3 separate regions of the Mus musculus genome follow, and regions 1 and 3 are each linked to region 2. The links are chromatin contacts, called in public Hi-C maps. All regions are on one chromosome and are shown on one strand. The core of a region is the stretch at or near the end of the contact, and the rest is flanking DNA. Distances in the headings are between cores, read along the strand shown.

What was found. Hi-C and Micro-C count contacts between places; a contact is called where the count stands out from the background.
Region 1: a contact with region 2 is called in a Hi-C map of the N1E-115 cell line, with 4 times the contacts expected there. The contact joins two enhancer-like sites. A contact is called at or near these places in 1 of 484 Hi-C or Micro-C datasets (the N1E-115 cell line) and 1 of 115 datasets of contacts at active chromatin or transcription factors (a beta-TC-6 cell line).
Region 3: a Hi-C map of the N1E-115 cell line shows a contact between it and region 2, with 2.3 times the contacts expected there. The contact joins two enhancer-like sites. A contact is called at or near these places in 2 of 484 Hi-C or Micro-C datasets (the N1E-115 cell line and nephron progenitors) and 1 of 9 other capture datasets (embryonic tail).

What each region holds. Positions count from the first base shown.
Region 1 is chr12:53,965,667-53,968,756 of GRCm38.p6, reverse strand. The region is part of intron 6 of Npas3 (neuronal PAS domain protein 3); the gene reads right to left. Among named protein-coding and RNA genes, the nearest start is that of Gm35614, 140 kb to the right of the region's middle. Within about 2 kb of position 1,371, at least 3 of the 459 cell types and tissues checked have an H3K27ac peak or open chromatin away from gene starts, as enhancers often do. A contact at or near this core is called in the N1E-115 cell line, where this site is marked.
Region 2 is chr12:53,751,908-53,754,994 of GRCm38.p6, reverse strand. The region is part of intron 4 of Npas3 (neuronal PAS domain protein 3); the gene reads right to left. Among named protein-coding and RNA genes, the nearest start is that of Gm35614, 78 kb to the left of the region's middle. Within about 2 kb of position 1,449, at least 25 of the 459 cell types and tissues checked have an H3K27ac peak or open chromatin away from gene starts, as enhancers often do. A contact at or near this core is called in the N1E-115 cell line, where this site is marked.
Region 3 is chr12:53,887,413-53,890,477 of GRCm38.p6, reverse strand. The region is part of intron 5 of Npas3 (neuronal PAS domain protein 3); the gene reads right to left. Among named protein-coding and RNA genes, the nearest start is that of Gm35614, 57 kb to the right of the region's middle. Within about 2 kb of position 1,602, at least 26 of the 459 cell types and tissues checked have an H3K27ac peak or open chromatin away from gene starts, as enhancers often do. A contact at or near this core is called in the N1E-115 cell line, where this site is marked.

The DNA of each region.
Region 1 (3,090 bases), core at 122-2,621, 210 kb before region 2:
TCTGACATCTATCCAGTCTGCAAGGCTGTGGGGGTACAGTGGGGGCTGACTGCTTGGTGATCCTGTGGAATTCATTTATTTTCTAAGCCCTTCTTGTTCAGTTAGGGAAATGCAGGGTGTATTATAAACGTGAATTTCTAACTCAACAGGGACGTTTCCATCACAAAAGGATGTGGTGAACATGAAAGAATAATTTTAGGAGGATTTCTTTTGTATGCGTACTTGATTCTAATTGATGGTATTTATCTTAAATATATATTACTGGCTTTTAGATGTTCATATCTTCTAACAATTAAAATGTTCATAAAAGTTAACACACGGTCTGTGACATTCAAGAAATTTCAAATAGTACCAAGGGAATAGAGAGAAAACAAATCTCCCTCCCCATTCTAACTCCAAATCTCTCCCAGAGGCAAGCTCTGGCCCAGTGTTTCTGGATGTATGAAGATGGGTGCACGTTGTGTCAGCCATGATGGATGTCAGTAGATATTTTCTATCTGTGCACAAGTGACAGCAATGCACATAAACTGTAATGCCCTTTGCCCTTCTCTCACCTATTGCTTGGGAAATGTTATGTTTTAAAACACACACACACACACACACACATTTGCCACTCTTTTTAATGGCAGCATAGTATTTTAGATTGATGGCATAACTGACTTATCTAGTAAATCCTCATTATTGATTATAGGTCATTCTTGACTATAGATCAACTCTATTCATTTTTACAACAGCAAGTTATGGTGGATAGTTTTATAAACCTTCTTTCTTGAAGTTCTACTGGAATACATATAGTTTCTTTGAGAAACCTGCCTGAGAAAAAGAAGTCACGTAGAAGAATTGAAAGCTAGTGTCTTGGGGAAGGTATTGCTAACTCAGAATGACCAGACAAAGCAAGGTGGGTCTGAACACTTAGCATGGAGAAAAGAATGAAAAAATGTGCCTTTTGGGGTGCATAACATTATTCCACAATGGAAGTCACCTGTACTACCCACAGACCTTCTGAGGGTTGGACAGAAACCAGCTTGACTATGATGTTGTCTACTGAGAGAAGGCCGATATAGCCAAGGCTTAACCCTTCCCTTCAAAAGAGCACACAAATCATCCAGTTGGTGACCAAAAGTCATATATGAATAATATGATTTCAAAGGGACTATTATAGTCTAACTTCTGGGACAAAGTGAGAATGAAAATGCTGAAATATTTGCCTCTATTTTGGAAAGTCTGGTGTCATCCTATCAATGTTCCTTGGTGCCTTGCAGTTCTCTCCTGGCTGGGATTATAATTTGGGTTTGCCAGTGCTTCACTAGAGCCCTGGATGCTCCAGGGCAGGGTCTGTCCCAGCTCGTCACAGGGAGCCTACCTGGCTGAACAGGGGGCTTTGTAAATGGCGAGACCCTCAGATCACTTAGCACAGCAGAGGCATTCTTCTTAAAGAATAGAAGTATAGAGAGTTCTCCCAGAATAGGAGGGTCTTTTAAGTCACCAGTCATAATCTACCCATTTCAGTGACACATTGAAGTCACAAGACCGAGGGTGGCCAATCACCCTACCATGTGAGGACTACACAAGTATTTACCAGATTATTTAGTGTATCTAAACATTTCTCATTTATGTGCTCTTAGCCCAAAATCTGAAAAGCAACACTCTCTCTCTTTCAAGTATCATGTGCTACCATTAATTCAGCCATATATTAAAGTCCATATCTAATTGGGACACAGAAGAAACATATATATATATGTATATATATGATATATTTTGATCATATTTACCCCTTCAAAGATTCCTCCCCTTACCTTCATGTCCTTTTATTATATTTTTAAAGTAACCTACTTAGTCTGGTTAGTGTTTCCTATACGTTCATGGGTATAGAGACATCCACTGGAGCATGGGCTACCACCCACAGTCCATATCCCTGAAGAAAGCTGAGCTTTCTTTCCTCTATCAGCCACCAATAGCCACTAGCTCTTTAATTAAAGGAGGGGTTTTGTGAGCCCCTCCCTCATCCCTGCTTGGACTATTGATCTTGTGAGTTTCTTTTATAAAATCTATGGTTTTGTGGTGCACTGACGGATACCATGAAGCTGTTGTGGCTAGCAGTAACTTGGGATTCAAAGGTAGGCTTTCCCACAATTGTTAGGAGTCTTAGTTTATTTTCCCATCACCCTGTGACAACACCATGTAAAGATTCTGATTGAGTTATTTTTGGAGAATGGGGTTGCTTCTTGTTTAATGGTGGTTTTAAAGGACTTAAATTTGGTTTAAATTGGTGCCATAATCTTATTGCCTCCCATTTCCTCCCATCCTTTATAATTAATGTATATGTCAAAAAATGAAGGCCTGCTGTTCTAATCTGGAGAACTAAGTGTTTCTCATCTTATGTACTGATCACCCCGATCAAAGACAAAGTTCATCTGCTTTCCCAGATTATCCCAGGTGCCCTCTAGTTTCTGGCTATGTGACTCCAAGCTGCCAAAGGGCAAATTTAGATTAGAATTCTAGCAAAAACATTGTATACCAATACACCAGACTCAGGTTTAGTTAGATGATATAGAAATCTCAGAAAAGCTTCAATGGTGTCACCATGTCTATGGATACCCAGGGGGCATGATAAGATTTTCATTTTGGACAAGTCTCCTGCATTCTCAAGTTGGAGGGCTGTGGACCCTAATAGGCCGTAGTAGTTGGTTTCAGAAGCTTGAAATGAAAGAAAAACATGGCATTCTAAAGCCAGGGAAAGACCCGTCTGTGAGCGTATCATTACAAAAAGAAACATGACTGTAAGCTTAGACACAGGCAGAGAAAATAGCTCCTGGGAGAGAGGCTTGGCACTTCAAGTTGATTTGGGTAACTCGGAAGTAAGTAATGCTTTTGTAGCACATGTTCTGGAGAGTCGAGATGCAAAGGTAACCCCTGAGCTGCTCTTCCCTGAGCAAATCACCACGGAGGCATATACATTATATATGAAACAAAAGCAATAAACAAAGCACACTGAATTTTCTTGCTAGCAACCAGGAGTTTGGGTTTACAGCAAATGCACTTTCCTTCACTGGCAGCAAACTAAATTATCTACAGATTAAGTTAGGTGGA
Region 2 (3,087 bases), core at 200-2,699:
ATAAATGACTGTTGCGTTTTGGATTTCCTTAAAAATCAAATTGGTTGAAAATATTTAAATGCCCACAGACCACTCTCTCATCCTAAGGTATACAAGGCACACTGCTACCCTACTGCCGCTCCATTTATTCTTCCAGAAAGGACTCTAGAGGACACAGGACAGTCACTCACGGTGAAGGAATCTGCAGCCTTTGAAAAGATACTTTCATTTGGGGGAAGACTTTATAACTTTTAGTCTCCGAGAGGTTGGACAGTTATTATTTTTTAATTGATTCTTGGGTTTGTGAGTTCTCCACAGCCAGGATTCAAAAGCTGTCTCCATCCCTGTGCCGTTCTGTGTACTCATCACAACCCTTACCCATCCTCCTGCTTGCTACAGACTTCCTTGCCCACCTTTTGATATGGCATCTTATCAATGAGCCAATTATGTGTGTTAGGCTATGCCCATGGGAGTAGGAAACAAACAGTCACGTCCTCCCTCTCACTCCCCAACTCAACCCACCCTTGATTTTTTTAAAAGACTGTAACACGCGTCCCAGTGACGTTTCTTTCATGCCTCTCTCAGCGTGGCCCTTTGATCAACGGCTCTTTGTTTATTTCCTTCACTGTGATATTTTTTTTTCAGAGCTTCTTGCTAAGTGCAAATGAGAACAGGAGTTTCAACCTCTTGCATAATGGTGTAAAATAAATAAATAACAGAATTGTATTTAAATAAACTATTCAAATCCGTGTCAGCAAATGATCTAATTAATTACTCCTTTGGGGCTGTGTTGTATGTTTGCTTTCTTCTCAGAGAGGTGAAGAAAGTGGAAATAAATTCTCGGCTGTTAATGGGGTAAATTCTGTAAATGGGCAAGGGTCAGGGAAACCAACTTTAATTTCTATCACATTTGTTTTTAGACACTTAATTTACTCTGTTTCTTTAACCCCATTTGGATGTTCCTTCTTGGCTTCGGGTGAGTGGTGTGGATAGACCTGGGCTGACCTGATTGGATGTTTTCTGATAAGAGCAGCAAAGAAGCCAAATTGTGCACAAGACAGACAGACCTATATGCTACCCCTTATAATTCAGTGTATGATGCAAGACTTTTAACCAAGTCCGTAGAGATTGGACAAAATCCAATTTGTCATAACTTATTCCTAAGCATTGTGCTTATACTCGGTACTTTCTCATTCTTACTCGCCATTTACCCAATTATATCTATCCTTATTAGACCCCTGCTGAAGACAGCATTAGCCAGAGAAGTCCCATAGCTTAGCTTAATCCTATTATCTCTTGATAAACGGGACACATGAGGCACTAGATGGCCAAATTCAGCATCGCTCCTCCCTCTCCTTTCCCACCCCTTCTTTCCCCCAAAGCGGGGGAGACCGCTGTTGCTCACCCTCCTGCCTGATGTAATTACGATCTGGAAGTGTGCCCGTTCTAATCCTTACTCATGAGGAGCGTCACTGTCAGCCTGAGAAATGAACTGCAGTTATGATGTAGAGGGCTGACACCTCCGTGACATGCACTGATGTGCCGGGTCTCACTGCCACAGGGACAGAGTGAGCTCCGTGTTTTCAGGGCTTTAAATGCCTGCCAAAATCAGAGCATGAGACCTGAGGGAACAGGCCACAGGGGCAAAGAAGCTGGTCAGAAGTGACTCTTCTGAGGTGGGCGTTTGAATGGACATAGGGAAGGAGGGAGACCGGCTGAAGGGAGGAATTGAGAGGGACAAAGTTAGGGGAAGGGTATGAACGAAATCTCCTTTAGGAATTTCTCTAGGAATTCCACAGAACACAGGATCTTACTCTTTTCCAGAACTTATCTCAGCCTGTAATTTGCCTCACAGCAGCCTGCTCAGTGGCCCCATGATAGCCGCAGATGACGGAATCATCTCTAAATGTCTGCTGGCTGTAGTCATAGATGTGTATCCACAGATCAGAGAGTATAAATAGATTAGTAGCAAAAAGGTAAAACAAAACAAATCCCTCGACTTACTAAAATGGTCATTAAGATATATCTTCAAATGGAAGTTCCCAAGTGTTGAGCAGAGAATAAGACTCACTTTATCCCACAGACATTGTGCAGGCCTTGTGCTGCGATTACAGGCCCGTTCCCTTCCACTATATACACTATTTATAACATCAAACGGGCTCTGTGCTTCCTTTCAGAAAGAATTTATTATCCAAAAGGTTGTGCTTGGGAAGACGCCAACTTAAGCCTCTGAGGTAAGAAGGCAAAGAGACTCCATTTGTTTAGGAACAAATATAATTTTGACAACGCTAGAAATGCCTTTCCCATACATCCACATTCTCCAAGTCACACAAGGAACTGCAGAAACCCTCCAACCCTAGCTGGTTCTTCATGAATTGAAGAAAATAAATGTGTTCAGAAGTTCCATCCTGTTGAAAGGAAGAACACATTCCTTTTGTTTCAGGAAGAGGGAGCTGGCAACGAAGTGGCTGCCAGCGGGGCTCAGCACAAACAGAGTTTTCGCACAAAATTGGAGATCAAGAACTATTGATTGGCCCTTGTGAAAATGGAGGGCTGAGCGGGAAAAGCGCCACAGAGCCACACTGCTCTTTTGATGGTGCCAGCTCCTATAGGAACTGGGCTGTAAGCCCCAGGGACTGGCAGCAACGCTTTGAAACCATGGCTTTAGAGCTTGGTGGAACGGCACAGGACTAGGAGTTCCTTTGGGGGTGACTAGTTTTATTGTACTGCCACTCTTAATATTAGCATTAATGGTGCTGCAGTGGAGAGCAGTGAGAGCAGTGGCCTAGCTCGGGGAGAGGAGCCTTCCCTTCTAGCTGGTTGTCCCATGGTTGGGAAGCAGGGTTACTCTACATTCTACAGGTGGAAGGAGGATGAGCCCCAACAGACACAGAGCAGGGCAACGAGTGAGCACATTTATTTTATTTATCGGAGCAAGCTACTGTGCAGGTGATGCCTATGCATTTAGCAAAGAAAAGAGCCTATCCCCTGTAAACATGCATTTGTGGGTCCTAGTTGGCATAATAAAACAGCTGAATAATATTAAGGAACATTAGTTTATAGTAACAGTTTAATTATGTATTTATTTTACCGAGGCTTCTATTTACA
Region 3 (3,065 bases), core at 353-2,852, 140 kb before region 2:
ACACACACAGTAGCTTCCAAATTTCAAATTCATACACATACAACATATCAGTACACACATGCAAACACACATTTGTTTGGACTAATTAAACTTTTGTCACTTTCTATTACTAAAAGAAATTACTTTAGAATGCTAAAGTACATTTAATTGAGGTACTCTTTGTTTCTTTTTTAATCATCCCAGTCTTGTCTTATTTCATATACATTAAGTATACATTCAAAGACAAGCAATATCAGGCTAGGCTTCTAATCTATGTCAGGAACACAGAAATGCTTCTAGTAATGAGTTTTATAATATGACCCAAAATCCAAAGGTACAAGCCAATGTAGTAGGCATTGAATTTCATGATAAATTTTCATTGTAACTGATCATCTACAGGTGGCAGATCAAAATGTTAGCAAATATGAAAAATTTCAAATAATCTATAGAGCTAATTTACTGATTCACAAAAGACAAAGACTGAAGGCTGAGTCTAAGGAAGGAGAACTATGAGCTTCCTGACTCTAAACATTTAGAAGCAGTTAAAAAACTGAGCCTAAAGGTTTCAGATAATGGTTATTAATCAAAGGGCACGATGTCCAGTGGAACAGAGAAGCACTTCATAACTTTGCTAGTATTGTGAATCATAATGAAAATGCTTTTGGAGATAGACGTTTTCCAGGGGGTCACAACCCACAGGTCGGGAACCATTGTTTTAGACCTCTGTGAACTTCCTTCAGTTGTGGAAGGTCTGATTTGCCCTTCAAAGTTGCACTAATCCAGATTGCACTCAGTAGAAAAGTAACCCCCCTCAAGATCCTGCCACACTTAAATAGCTTCTAGAAACTGTGGCAAATCCACTGATTTTAACTGCAGGGAAACCTTTTAGTAAAATATGTTGAGTGGGGATCGAGATGCCCATGAGATGAAAGTGCAGCAAACATGTACAGACTGGCTCTCTGCTCCGAATGGGTGGTCTAGTTTCTGTCCTTTATTTCTCTCCGTTTCCTATCCAAAGACTTCATTTATTCCACTGACATCTATTGAGTGTCTACTATTCTTAGTTCATCGATATGACTCAGTTACTAGTGGAGAGAGGGTGTCTCACCCATTTTTCCTTTAAGTGCTTAGTAATATTAAAGATGTTACATGGAAGTGAAAAGATAAAGACATTTAGATACCTCTCGCTTTACCCATACGGCAAGAAAAAAAAATCTGCCTTTGCCTTGTAAGCAATAATCAAAGGGGTAGAGGTGTCTGTAAGATCACCTTCCCAGGATGTGGAATCGGACACAGGCTTTGAGTCTAGGATTTAACACACACTTCAGGTAAGCCAACATGAACTTCCACTCACTCATTCAGGGTAAATCTTGGGTTATCAGTAGTCAGATAAAATCTCTATTAATTCTGCAAAACAAGAGGACATCTGATTTCTGACGGGCCCCAAATAAATGCGCCATGTTTATTTTCAAAAGAGATAGCAAAAGAAACATGTAGTAAAATCTCCTCAGATTCTCAGTTCCGAGTCCCAGCAAATGCTTTCAACTGTGGGCAGCTTGGTGGGGATGTGGGAATGTGGCTTGTTCTGTTTCTTCCTAATATGGGCTCTTCTTTCTGGATGGGCCAACGATGACTTCATTCCATAGCCTTTGATTGCTTTTGTACCTTTCTGGCTTCAAAATTCGAACTTAAAGAAAGAGTCCTTTGCTATGAGTCAGTAAATGGAATGCATTAATAATGCTTGAGTGGCTGGCCCTTTTCCAGACTTGATCACCCTAGCTGCAATGGAGGTTTCGATTTTTGTTTTGTTTTGTTTTGTTTTGTTTAGTGTAAAGGAAAATTACCCTATATAGCTTTTAACTCCCCAAGGCTATCCCTAAAAGCCTTACTCAAACTTCTAAGGTGCCTGGACTAGCGTTTGAGCTTAGAAAAGCTGTTGGCAAATCCCAGTGAAATTTTTTGACAGATTCATTTTTTAGCCTTTGGGAAAGTGAAGGTGCTGCAGGCGAGATATTTGATTAATGCCATAAAAAATAGTGTTGCGGGCACAGCTGGCACGTTGGGAGGAAAATTCATCACTAACTCTAAACCTGCCATGTAATTTTCTACCCACGGTTCTTTTCCTCACTTGACAGAAGATCTGCACAGGACAAACTCAGCTGACAGGGGACAAGGCAGCCAGATGTTGAGGTATCTCGAAACATGACAGATCGCTATGTTTTAGCTCAGATTAATTCACTTATTAGAGGTAGGCCTAAATCACTGGTCATTGTCAGATCAGTTGTCACCACCAGCAAATCATACCACGTACCTGAACAAAAATAGTTCCGGGTTTTAAAGGGTTGCTTTAACCTCAGCCCTCAGCGCTGAGTGAGACTTCGGGGGCAGGAAAAGCCCGGGTGCCTCTCCTCAGTGGTGCAATTGCTTGGAACTGAGGAAGCATCTCCCTCACCACGGCTTTCAGGGAGACTGCGCAGAACCAGGAAGAGCGTAATTCCAGCCAGGCCATGACAACTGCTAAGCTCGGAACCACTCTGGTCTTCTGAAGTCACTTTCTCTCTTCCTCCCTGCCGCCTTTCCACTTCCAGAGTGCTCTGTAAGGCACTGCCCTGATTTGGACCTTGGCTGATGGCCACATGAATATAAATTTGCTCATTTAAAAAAAAATGCCAAGAACCACTTTCAGAAGGCTGAGGCAGTAGAGCCCTGTTCTATTAGTTCATATGAAACATATGCCACTTCGCCCTGCCAGGGTTTAGTGGCTGCTACAAAACCCATCTACTTTCTGGTTTATCTCCCAGTGGATCAGTCGAGTTTACAAAGTCAAGACCACAGCTGGCCCCTGAGTTTGGCAGGCTGAAGTAAAGTGTCAGGGAGTAAATAAGCTGCAGAAAGTAGCTAATGTCTTCATCCCTGGAGGTTGAGTTGAGAGATGGGAAACACTGAAGGAACGAAGAGTGGGAAATTGGTAACAGCCGCACTTCTTCTGGGGCTTCTTGGGCAAAAGAAAACGGGATCTCTCTCCGGCTCACCAGGGACCGGTGCTCCTGAGAAACGGAGTCCCATTAAAACTACAAAAGTCAGGG